Linked DNA regions of Zea mays: regions 2 and 3 are each linked to region 1. The links are chromatin contacts, called in public Hi-C maps. All regions are on one chromosome and are shown on one strand. Each heading gives the region's core, a stretch centred on a gene start, on an enhancer-like site or on the middle of the called end of the contact. The rest is flanking DNA. Distances are from core to core; before and after follow the strand shown. Region 1 holds the start of LOC100282790 (RING finger and CHY zinc finger domain-containing protein 1). Region 2 holds the start of LOC100276722. Region 3 holds the start of LOC103640966 (Cofactor-independent phosphoglycerate mutase).

The links. Hi-C and Micro-C count contacts between places; a contact is called where the count stands out from the background.
Region 2: a Hi-C map of ear shows a contact between it and region 1, with 1.8 times the contacts expected there. The contact joins the promoter of LOC100276722 here to the promoter of LOC100282790 in region 1. A contact is called at or near these places in 2 of 25 Hi-C or Micro-C datasets (ear and leaf) and 1 of 3 datasets of contacts at active chromatin or transcription factors (seedling).
Region 3: a Hi-C map of ear shows a contact between it and region 1, with 3 times the contacts expected there. The contact joins the promoter of LOC103640966 here to the promoter of LOC100282790 in region 1. A contact is called at or near these places in 6 of 25 Hi-C or Micro-C datasets (ear, endosperm, leaf and 1 more).

What each region holds. Positions count from the first base shown.
Region 1 is chr10:25,653,026-25,657,362 of Zm-B73-REFERENCE-NAM-5.0, reverse strand. LOC100282790 (RING finger and CHY zinc finger domain-containing protein 1) reads left to right here and starts at 2,352. Exons shown (of 12, transcript NM_001155696.2): 1 at 2,352-2,570; 2 at 2,829-2,916. The coding sequence starts at 2,470.
Region 2 is chr10:25,782,014-25,786,178 of Zm-B73-REFERENCE-NAM-5.0, reverse strand. LOC100276722 reads right to left here and starts at 1,297. Exons shown (of 3, transcript NM_001150442.2): 1 at 1,008-1,297. The coding sequence starts at 1,230.
Region 3 is chr10:25,905,066-25,909,328 of Zm-B73-REFERENCE-NAM-5.0, reverse strand. It overlaps LOC103640966 (Cofactor-independent phosphoglycerate mutase), which reads left to right and starts at 2,415. Exons shown (of 5, transcript XM_008664400.4): 1 at 2,415-3,220; 2 at 3,713-3,858; 3 at 3,945-4,221. The coding sequence starts at 2,903. It overlaps LOC100277005, which reads right to left and starts at 2,716. Exons shown (of 13, transcript NM_001150680.2): 1 at 2,395-2,716; 2 at 725-813. The coding sequence starts at 800.

The sequences.
Region 1 (4,337 bases), core at 1,103-3,602:
CTGTCTTCTGGGCCCGCCTGGATGTCCGGTGCACACCGGACATGTACTGTTCAATGTCCGGTGCGCCAGTATGGGCGTGCCTGCCTTCTGCGCGCTTCTGGCGCGCATTGAATGCGCCTGCAGGTGACCGTTGGCGCGAAGTAGTCGTTGCTCTGCTGGTTCACCGGACAGTCCGGTGTACACCGGACATGTCCGGTGAATTATAGTGGAGCAGCTGCTGCGCGATCCCGAGGATGGCGAGTTCCGGAGGCCGCTCTTCCTTGGAGCACCGGACACTGTCCGGTGTACACCGGATAGTCCGGTGAATTATAGCGGAGCGCCTCTGGAAATTCCCGAAGGTGGCAAGTTTGAGTTGGAGTCCTCTGGTGCACCGGACACTGTCCGGTGTACACCGGACAGTCCGGTGCCCCCAGACCAGAGGTGCCTTCGGTTGCCTTTTTGCTCCTTTGTTGAATCCATAACTTGATCTTTTTATTGGCTAAGTGTGAACCTTTTACACCTGTATAACTTATATACTAGAGCAAACTAGTTAGTCCAATTATTTGTGTTGGGCAATTCAACCACCAAAATTATTTAGAAACTAGGTGTAAGCCTAATTCCCTTTCAATGCTCCGCCTCCGTACACATGATTGCTTCGTCACCGGCTCGTCGTCGTGCACTTGCACCTACTCGCTGATGAGCTCCACCAGATCCGAGTCGACCTTCTTCCGGTAGATCCGACGCTGTGTCGCCCGCGCTCGCCCGACCTCCATGGATGCGTCCAACCGCAGCAGAGCCGACCAGGAAATTTTTTCCCTAGGGCGTGGGCGTTGGCATCCGCGAGAAGCGACGGAGGGGGGATGAATAGGGAACCGCCTCATCTGGCGTGAGAGAGAAGGGGAACGTGGCGTAGAGGATCGCGTAGGGAAATGCGTTGCGGGAGGAAGGGGGCGACTGTAGCCCCTAGCAGATGAACAATAATGGGGGAGGGGAGGGCTAGAGGCTGACGTTGCAGACAGTCTCAGCCAGGCTCTCGTAAGATTCTTTGGCCGCGCGTCCCCGTGCGTGCAGGCGCGGCGCATGATGACAGAAGCACATGCACGTAAAACAAGATGCTTTATTAGGTAGTTTTTTTATTATATCTTCTAATTAAATATTTAATCATCAAACCGATTTTCATTATTGTGTTATTGAGATTTTTATAAACAAAACTATACCACTAATGCTATATAATATTTGAAGATTTGTTATGCACCCTTCTCTAATACATGTTTTAGTACAACCAAACAAACAAAATCTGTGTCTAGACAGAACAAGTCTGTACAAGCAACCAAACAAAAACGCTTACATGAATTCATCCAAGTTCTAACGATATCAGATAGGCTCATTCCGATCTGGCTCGACTTCTATAGGAACCAAACACACGAAATGTGATACAATGGATGCGTCTAAAACCCGTGTCTTAAAATCAATGCACCAATCAACTACGTTTTGTACCTTAAGCATAGAGCCAAGAGACGTGTCTTAATTTTTTTTATATTTAGCCTCTTAAACACAGCGAAAATATAACTTAAGACATTCATTATAGATGTCTTAGTCGATACCCGTATGTTGTAGATTGAGTGTGTCCAACCTGAATAGTCAAAAATATGATCATGTCCAACCTGAATAGCTAATAATGTGATTGTACACACTTTTTAAAAATCGAAGAGCTGATATTTATAAATTCATCCATGGAGACATCATTGGCAGAACTAACAATATTTTTTCTCTATCTAATTCTATCCAATCTAGATTAAAATAAAATTGAGTAGAAAAGAGAGTGCAAGCAAAGTATCAAATGGAGTACAAAGAACAACAGCTTGAGAAAAAGCTTGAAAGAGATGTGACGATGACGGCTAGGCCGCAGCTAGAGGAAAAAGCTAAAAGATGTGACGATGACGGCTAGGCCGGTGATGTGCGTGCGACCCATGCCGTTGTGCATCTCATCTACTTATCCTATTATCTCCTTCCCTTCTTTGTTAAAGATTTGATAAATAAAAAGTATTATAAGTAAAATGTGCAACAGATCTAAGGATTCTCCAACAGCTACTCTATTTTATCCATATTTCAAACTTTATTGATGTATATGTTAAAATGTTCATACAATATTTGATATATATGTTTTATATATGTATCTAGTTTTATCTTTATTTATTTAAATGTACACATAAAAAGCAAAAGCTAAAACGACCAGTACTATTTTAGTACAGAGACAGTATAATTTTTTATGTAATGCATTTCTTGAGGAAACTAATTTCTCTGCTGCAATGGCATTGGAAGAAGGGCACAGTTAGCAATCAAAGCGGTGGGCCTCCACGCCTCCATGTCCCATGACGTCGCTACTCTTCCGGGATGGACCAATAACATTTTATATCTGGACGCCCCTTATCGCCCTCGTTATTTACATCTCTGCCACCCTCCTCTCCGCCGTCGCCGCCGCCGCCGGGGATGGGGGGAGCGCAATTCCCCGGCGACAACGACGTCGCGGAAGTAGACGCGGCCCGCGACGGAGAGGTGGACCGCCGTGACGTGGGCAAGATGAAGCACGGGTGAGCGAGGCGCGCCTTGAATCCTTGATTACGTTCTTCTCCTGTGCCTCCCCCTTTGTGCTCCTTTTCTTCGGACGGAATCTCGATTCCTTCTTCCCGGTGCCGAATCGATCTGCGCTATGTGACTGGTTCATCCGTTCCCATTGTTGGCTGTCGATTTTGCTCGATTTCGTTCTCCTCCTCCGGTTTCCCGATCCAAGATGGCCTAGTTCCGCTATGCTTAATCTGCTCACGTCAGAAATTTGCTCGTTGCCGCAGGTGCGAGCATTACCGGCGGAGGTGCAAGATCGTGGCACCGTGCTGCAACCAGGTGTTCCCCTGCCGCCACTGCCACAACGAGGCTACGGTGAGCCTGTTTCTTTTTTTTTTCAGGTTGTGTCTCTTTTTCGTAGTAGGACAGGCTAACTTAGAGAGCTTTTCTACTCAGGAACCTTGCAGCGTAGTGTTTATATAGCATGTGAGAAGTGTTCGTGCAATAAAGTGTGAAGGAGAATAGAATTCGTGTAATTGGATGATTGTATTGGATTGAGTTAGGATGTTTATATAGAATACATGACTTGAGAGATAAGGCAACCTACGGTACAGATACATATGACAGTCTATGATACATAATATGTAAACTAACAAACATACTCTAATATCCTCCCCCAGTCGTAGCGGGAACATCGTAGACGGTTAGACTGAAGAGGAGTCAAGGGCTAACATCTCCCCGAGCCGTAGCGACATTGCAATGCAGATGGTGTGACTGAAGTAGAAACCAATAATGAGCTCATGTAGATGATAGCCCTTTGTGTCGATGTCGAGGTAGCCGAGCTTAAGGGCACATTGCTTTAATCGAAGAAGCCGTGTTGAAGATAGCTGAGGTCAATGTACAAGTTGCTATGTTGGTGGAGCTGCAAGCACACAAGAGGCACCATGGTGATGACGAAGACACATCAAGGCAGTTGTCGTGGAGGGGGAGGGTGATGTTGAGGTAGACACAATTAGGGCCATTGTAGATGAAAGACGGAGATGCAATTGAGGCATACATGGCGGGAACGGGAGGGTCGATACCGAAGTCGATGCAGTTAAGCCGCATAGACTAAGGTGTGGGCTGGGTTTGCCAGACCTAGCAACGCGTCAGGGACGAAAGCACGCACCGGTGTTGCCAATACCGAATGTACAAGGTAGAGTGCCCCAACCATGCATCAACGTCTGAGGGACCAACAGAGAAGGTCTCGACGATGATTGTGGTGCGTAGAACGACGAGGTAGAAGGTGTCAACATAGCACATGATTGTCAGAATAAACAAAGTAGGTGGGGATGAGACGTCGACATTGATGACGTGGTTGTGCTGGATGAAGTAGTGTTGGAGCGAATGGGTCAAACCCAAAGGCAAGTAGTTCGGCCATGAGCGGATACTCAGGAGCGAGCAAACCGATGCAGGGGGTGGATGAGTAGCGGTGGCCTCGCGCACTGGGGCGACAACGGCCTCACGTTCATAGGCAGAGCTCCAAGTTTACAACGAAGACTTGATTAGCAGGATGAAAACCTTGTGTGGATAGATGGCACAACAAATATTGCATAGTACAGTCGTCTATGCACAAGGAACGGTGATGTAGATACAATGACAATACATCCATAGGGATGGCAATGGCAATGCTGCTGCCTAACGAGGAGCAGGCGACACAACAACAACCCTGTTGCGTGGAGAAGATGCGCGCAGTACTCGACAATGGACATCATGAGAGCTGAGTGGATGCATCCCGATCTGTGCTGGTGATGACG
Region 2 (4,165 bases), core at 48-2,547, 130 kb before region 1:
AGACCACCGCCCGGACGCCTAGGCGACGCCTTAAAAACAGTGGTTCCAGTGTGCATAGAAGAGACTGCGTCCCTGCGATGATGCAGCTGACATCATACCCACGCCCAGTGTTGGACTCCAGAGGAACTCTAGCCACATCTCCCTTCACAGACACTCTACTTGTAGTTCTAGGCCTCTTCAAGGGTTTAAGACCCTGGTGAACCTCTTCCTGGAACTTCTTGATGAAGATTGTGCATTCCACGCCCCTACGACTTTAACCTGCCCACTGATCCTTCACACCGTTGGTGTCTGCATCCACCAGTCTGCCATGGCATACACATTATAGAGGCAACCGTTGCCGCGAGCAGATTGCCAAATATGTTCTGGACTCTATGTAAGCAGTTTGGGTGAGTGGGTAATTGAGCCGATGAATTGTTGGGCTCACGGATCGATTTTTTGGGAGTATAGATACAAGTAATAATGGGCATAAGTTTTGCAATTCTCCATAGCAACATAGAAATGAATTTCTTCTTTCACAAGGTAATGAGATCCAGGTATGGATTTAGGTCCAATAGGAACCGTTGAGTACATGGAACTATATCCCATATAATGAGATGTCAATGAGAACTTATTTAGTATACCAAATCTCTGGTGCTGCATTCAGTTGTCTAAATTATGTCAAAAGATCCACATTGACAAAGGAAGAATGTGAGACGATATGTACCATCATTCTCAAATTTATCTAAACATTAGCATTAATGATACGCTATCAAGTAAATTTAGCTGAATGTCTCCCCCGACAGAGCAGATAAACTGTCAGCTGCATGCATATAATCGTTCTCTAGTAAACCTCAGAAGTGAATAATACCATTTCAAGTAAATTCAACCAAATGCCTCACCGACACCAGCTGATTAACTGTCAGCTACGAGAACTACTCCGGAAGCTAATGCAATGATCTATGGTAGCAAGTTTACACAGCAGAGGTTGCTAGCTAGCTAATCCACTCTCCAAGGTGAGTGGTACTCACTGATGAGGGCCGGGTTGTAGCCGCTGGTCCGGGACTTGGCGCTGGCGAAGGCGGCGAGGGAGAGCGCCCCCCCGCCGCCGCCGCCCAGCCGCTGATCGTTCCGCCTCCGACTCCCGCCGCCCCACCTCCCTCCCCCCTTCCCCTTCTTCAACCCTCCGTCGCTTCCTCTCTCGCCGGCCGGCGAGTCGTCGCCGCTGCGAGGGTGTGGTGGCTTCCGCTTCATCTGCTCGTGCAAGAAACCCTAGGCGTTGGCGTTGTGGAGCCCAACTATCCAAGCTTGCTGGAGACCGTCGGCTTCCACTAGTTTGACAGATCTTGGGCCCTTTTTGTTCAAAAAGCGGGCTTTGAATTATTAGGCTGCTCTATGGGTCTAACATTTTATTATCATTTATCAACACCTGATTACTAGGTATAAGTATATACCAAATTATTTGGGTCTTCCTCTTTCGAAGGTCCTCAAAAACTTAACTAACATGTTTTTCAGTATAACATAAACTTATTACAGGAGGCTTCGGATTTGAGATGAATGTGTGCATGGTATGAAGCTGCGGTCTGAAGGAAGGACAAACTAGCTCCGAAGTTGTGGCTGAAGAAGCTTCGGCTTAACACGAGGATGATGGTGAAAGATGAAACCGACCTAAAGGAGAAAAGACTACTTAGTCTTTGACAGCTTGTCTTGTGGTCAACAGTAAATGTCGGGGACATGAATGTAATTTTGTCCAGGCTGCGTCATGTGCCTATAAATAGATGAACAGTAACACTGTACTGTTCACGCTGAATTGTAATCACGCTCGCGTCACTTCCGCTTTTCCACCTTCTGACAAGCCGAAGGTATAAATGCAATACAAATATCACCGATGTTTATCTATGTTTATAAAATAAAGAATATAAATAATCTAATGATCTGGAATGATTGTTTATATTCTTTTTGTGTTTCATGTCTCTATTTACATCTTGTTCACTAAAATGATGAAAGTATGTCCTTCATGACTGTAACACCACAAAACCCATCAACTAAAAATAATAAAATATGGTAATAATAAATTTTAAGTGTTTAATTATTTATTTGCATTTTGATCATTTTCTTTGTATGCGATTGATTGTTTATCGGATGTTTATTATCAACTCTTTTTAAAGAAAATCCTAGCAAATAATATAATAATATAATAATTATTGGTCTAAAAATAAATATTGCAATTATAAATAATTTTGGTGAATTTCTCGGAATTTTCGAGCTCTTTAAAAATACATTTCATAATTTAAAAAGAAAAAAACAAATCCTACACTAAATCGGCCCACTAGGGGCCCATTACCCCAAAACCATAGACTACGCGCGCGCCCCCCTGATTTCACAGCCAGCCGCCGCCGCCTCCCTTCAGCTCCTTCTCTCCCATGCTCTCTCTCTCCAACGAGCGCGAGCCTTGCCGAGCGCGCAGCCGCCCAGAAGCCGCGCCGCGCGCGCGAACCTAGGCCGGCCCCTGCGCGCGTCCCTGCGCCAGCGCCGCCCTGCACGCTCGACGCCCGCGCGCGAGCGACCCCTGCCGCGCCCGTTGCCGAGCACCTGCGCCATGCCCGTGCGCGCGAGCAGCGCGCCATCCGTCCGAGCCGGCCGAACGCCCGACGCCGCGTCACCGAACCCGAAACCGAAGTCGCCGTCCGCTCGTCCATGACATTAAGGAGCTCTTCACGCGACCGTTTCTTCTTCCTCTCCCATTTGCTCTCCATTAACGCTATAGAGAAGAAACCGACGCCATTAATTCATTTAATGGGGTTAAACGCCGACGTTCTCCTCTCCCCCACGGCGACCCTCCATTTACCTCTCTCTCCCCTATAAATCTGACGCCCTCTCCTCTCTCCCATCCTCACTACCCGAGCTCTCCCCCATTCCTCGCACTCTCTCGCTCGCCGTTCGTCGTCGGAGTTTGCCGCTCGTCGCCGGAGCCCGTGGAGTTCGCCGGAGCTACGCCGTCCATAGTCAAGCCCCTGCTCTTCTCCATCCGGCTGAAACCCGTCGATCCATCCCCGTCACACGCACGAACCCAAGGTTGAAGACGAACCAAATTATTTTGTGTATTTTATAAAATACTTTTTGATTCGATTAATGAGTTGTATATTTTGTTTGTTGTAATATGAACACATGTGATTCGCAATTTATGTGTATGTGCATGGTGGAATTTTTGGTAGAGATATGCGATCCTTAGTACACCGTGTTATTTCATGTTAATCGACGCGTTGATTTTTGGATTAGAGAAATATGACAAAATTTAGTAGTCACACGTTGGTGATAAAAACAATATATAAGAAATTTTGTAGGTAAATTTGGTCGCAATAAACTTAGAAACTATTTGGAGAATTATAGGTGCATCATATTGGATTTGGAAAATGGTATAGAACTCATGTCATATGAATAATATATGATTTCTAGATGATTTAGCTAATTATTTTATTAATATTTTCTTGTTATAAAGAAAGGAGAAAATATCACGGGTAGTGTGGAAAATAGATTTTTGCTAGTTAAATAATCATGTTCGCAAATTTAGCACTTAAATTTTTAGAGTACTAGTTTATGTCAAATAATCTCGCTTGTGTTAGAAAATGTTCAATTAGTAGTTTATAAGGATTTTTAGAATGTTATATTCATTTTTGGCTATACTCAATTTGAGTTAGAAATAAAAAGGATAAAAGCTATTAATTTATTTATTAGACAATAATTATCATTTAATTTCATTGATGATGTTAAAATATATTAATATTAGTTAAAATTATATTTATTGCACCCACCCATAAATTCACCATTTAGGACTCACAATAATAGCTATAATTGAATTAATAAGTATTTATGCGATTAGGACGAATTTAAGATGTGATTAGTGCGATATGTTAATATGTATTGGTGTATGTTTATGAAATGGTACATGTTTATTTATTGGTGTATGTTTTATTTTTGTATATGCGCTATGCGACTCTATTAGAAGCCGACTGTGCGGTAGACGAACCGAACTCGTTCGAAGACGATCCGCGGGACTCGCTTGAGCAAGGCAAGTGGATTCTCCCTCTGCATATTCTTTTTGTACCCAGTCATTGCATTTAATAATGTTTACTTTTGATATACTGCATAATTTGATGGGTTTCACCTAATTAAGGATTTCCTAGATTTA
Region 3 (4,263 bases), core at 1,166-3,665, 250 kb before region 1:
GTTGTGTTATTATTACTTAGTACTTAGTTACTCACTGCTGATCTTGCTTTCTGCAGCACAAAAATTAAAAAACAAACGATTAATCACGCTTAATCTACGTTTAATCTTCCTAGACGCTAGTCAGTAGGATAACGTGTGACTAGCGCCTAGGTTTTCTTGAACCTTGGTAAAAACAAATCCAGAAACCTGAAAGCAGTAAAAGACAAAGTATTTATGGCCCTACAAAGGCATTTCTACTTCAGAACATAAAATAAACATGATACTGAAAACAGTACATACCTGCACTGAGGAGCTGAATCAAATATAATGAAATCCAGTAACAGATTAAACGGTCTTTTCAATCCATAGAAGGTTTGTATATAAATAATATTTCATTTCAAAGCTCCCTTGTATTGTATTATTCTTTTCTAGATTTTATTATTTCTCCTTCTCTTTGCAAGGATCTAGTAATATTTATTATTTTTGCAACATATCCAAGTTACAAATAAGAATATATAGAAGTTGCACTGTGTTCTAGTAAAATAAAAGATAAGGTGCACCATTCTATAATTTATCAATTTTATTGATGGATATCAAATTTCCATCCTAACTGACAACTGTGCAATATAATTTTCTCTTTATTTACTCTGGACACAGGTCTCAAAGCCTCTATTAAAGTATTATCCATGAAAGTCACAGGCTAAATGGAAAGTCAAAAGAGGTTAAAATCTTAACTATACTTTACCTGGTGTTGCGTGATTTTCCATCATTACAAGCTTCAACACAGAAGACATTTTAAAATTCCCCACCATGCAAACCATTTTGGAAATGAACCTACAATGCAGTCACCTGTGTTACATGGCATAAGTGACATATAATCAAAACATCTATAGTAGTAGGATCTAAGTTACATTATTGCCAGGCCTAATTGTTATCACATAATACAGAATGGAAATGACATAGCTACCAAAATTCTTTGCAAACATGCAATTGCTAAAATGTCAACCAAAAATCTCTACCCATATGGCTTTATTATTACAGCCAATGTCAATTGCATCTCTCTTTTTTCTGTTTTGAGAGCGGCCTCTCATTTTGACTATTGAAAGCAGATGCATCTAAAACCAAACCAATTAGGACCTTATGTTCTGTGAAAAGAAAGATACATTATGATTAAAAAAATCATAAGGCCTCATAATACAATATAAGGGGAGGAGAGAGACTAATAGCGTGTTGGTTCGAGGAATGATCGAATGATGTAGTCTATCATTTTCTCACTCATCACTTTTTTGTTTGGTTTGTGGAATGGAATGAGTTGATCCATCACTATTTCATTCCACATAGGCTAATAATTAGTAATAATATGAGTAATGTGTTCATTCCACCAAATTTGTGAAATGAACTAAATTTGTGGAATGGACTCATGATGCACCAGCACTACATCATCTAGAATAGATTGACTCTTCAAACCAAACACCCACCAAATAACAGCCTGCATGAATATAACTATCTCTGCCCATTAAGGTTTTAATGATTGATCCCAATGATACCCTACTGTGAGGTTTGGAGAAGACCATGCAGCAATATTCTTTCGAGCATTTGCCACGACAAACGAGCAACCATCAACATAAACTCCATGCAGCTGCAACACAAATTGATAATCATGTGCACACAAATTGCAAAATTAAAATAATCCATGCAAATTTGAATGTAACCTAACCCCAAAACTCAAATAACAAGCAGTCAAGCATAGCTGCACACAAATGTTACAGCTTGACACTACAGAATACTACAGTTCCTCAACATCATAATGAAATATGTGACCTGCCCCAGAAAAGACCTGTGCTCTGGGCCCACTTGTGACCCAGTGATTATAAATGTTTATTTTGAATGGCACATCAGGCCCTCAATTCAATCTCTTCAAGCCTTGAAAGCGAAACCAGTAAAGTACCTAAACAACTGCTGAAACAATGGCTGTTCAACCACCACATTCTAAACTCCAGCATTTGTATTACCACAAATTAAACAGCACAAATCTGACATAGCATTGGTACTGCAAGTTGTGATATTAGTATTACCCATACACTACGGAGCGTCCCCGAATTCAAAACCAGTTATATTTTAGAGTTAAAAAAAACAATGCTGTGCACATTACTAACCAGTAATCCACCGTCACAAACAAATGCTACCATTTACCATTAGGCAAACACACCCTATGTCCACTATAACATGAAAAAACATTTCTGAATAGACTTCACATTCCTAACCAAAAAAATGGGGAAAAAGGTCTAGAGGCATTGCAAAGATTCCACAAATCAGCACCTCGACAGCAGATTCCCACTGGCCCAAAAAATTAGATCGAATAATGACAGACACCGACGGGAAAAACACCGAAAATTATGTTTACAAGTGTCTCACCTGGAGCGCGCGCTTCCCTCGGAAAAAAATCCAGACAAAACAATCTCGAAATCCAGTTAACCAATCAACCCCACGCCGCCGCCGGCTGCGCCTCGTTGGCCTCGCCCCACGTCACATGCCAAATTCCGCGGCGAGAGGAAGCCCCGAGCAGGAGGCCACGCGACGAGCAGGCGGGACGCGCGGGAGGAAGGGAGACACAGAGGAGGGAGCGAGAACCTCCGGCGTCCGGCCTCGTCGGCTCCCCAGCGATCACCGGCGGCGAGGGGGCGCGGCGATCGGACGGAGCAGGGGGGCGGAGGGCGGAGCCGAGCGAGCGCCAAGCGTTGCAGATTTGGGGGCCGGGCCTCGGGCTCGCCCGGTTCTTGTAGTGACCAAACCGGCCCGTGAACCCTGTGCCCGGGCCCGACCCGCGGCTGAACCAGCACGCGGCAGAGGCATCTCGTAAGCAGCAGCAGAGAGCTGAAATTGAGAGAGGCGAGGGGCCTTTGCGGCGGCTGCGGAGACGGCGATGGCAGGCGCGGAGGGGAGAGGTCCGAGGCGGAGCCGCGTGGCGTTCGTGCTGGTGGACGGGATCGGGGACGTGAGCGTTCCGTCGCTGGGCGGGCGTACGCCACTGGAGGCGGCGTGCACGCCGCGGCTGGACGCGGTGGCGGCGGTCGGGGTGACCGGGCTCATGGACCCCGTGGAGCCGGGGCTCGCCTGCGGCAGCGATACGGCGCACCTATCGCTCCTCGGGTACGACCCTCGGGTGTACTACCGCGGCCGCGGCGCGTTCGAGTCCATGGGCGCCGGGCTCGCCATGGCGCCCGGCGACATCGCCTTCAAGGTGGCAACCCCGTACTTGGAGACAAAATTGCAGCTCGAGTAGCTTTGGTTTCTTCAGATTCCTCATATAAGTTAGTGGTAGTTCAGATCATAGTGTATTCTTGCTCTGCATGTTCTGTTGCTAAACCTGATTTCTTCTGTTGTCACTTATATAGCCAGCAGTAATTGTTCAGATCATTGACTGTTTTGTTTTGCTGTGTTAAATTGGAGCTCAGTTTCGTTAGAAGTCGAGCAGTAGTTCGGAACATTCAAGAATGTGCATGCAGTAACTAAATTTGACCACCTTTTCTGTTGGATCTTGGGCTCTAGCTCTACTTATCAATTTCTTGGGCCATTGAATTTGGGTGGCAATAGTGTGGACTGTGGAAAGAAGCCTATTTCATCCTATGTTTTTCCTTCTTTGTCCTTGACAAAATTTAATGTTTTACGATAGCATGTGTATCAACTGATGAATGTGTTTTACCACTAAATTGTATGCACAATTCGCTTGCAGTCAAACTTCGCTACACTGGATGAGAGCACTGGAGTTATCATCAGCAGGAGGGCGGATCGGCATTTTGAAGAGGAAGGCCCTATCCTCTGTGCGGCGTTGGATGGGATGAGGCTTCCGTCATTTCCTGAATATGAAATTAGAGTAAGGTGCAGCACTTAAACGTCATCATTGTTTCAAGCATGTATGATCATGATGTCTAGTTGCTGCTGTAATTCGCACATTTTATCTGCAGATATGCTACTGAGCACAGATGTGGTGTGGTTGTCAAAGGACCAAAGCTGAGTGGGAACATTTCTGGAACCGATCCCTTGAAGGACAACCGCTTGCATCTGAAGGCTGAACCGTTGGATGACTCGCAAGAAGCTAAAAACAGTGCAGCTGTGATCAATGAGCTTTCTAAAGAGATAACGCACATACTGGTTTCTCACCCCATCAATGCACAGCGTGCAGCTGAGGGGAAGAACATCGCAAACGTTGTGCTGTTGCGAGGCTGTGGTATTCGGATTGAGGTTAGTGTGAAAATTTTGATAGTAGACCTATATGATACTGCA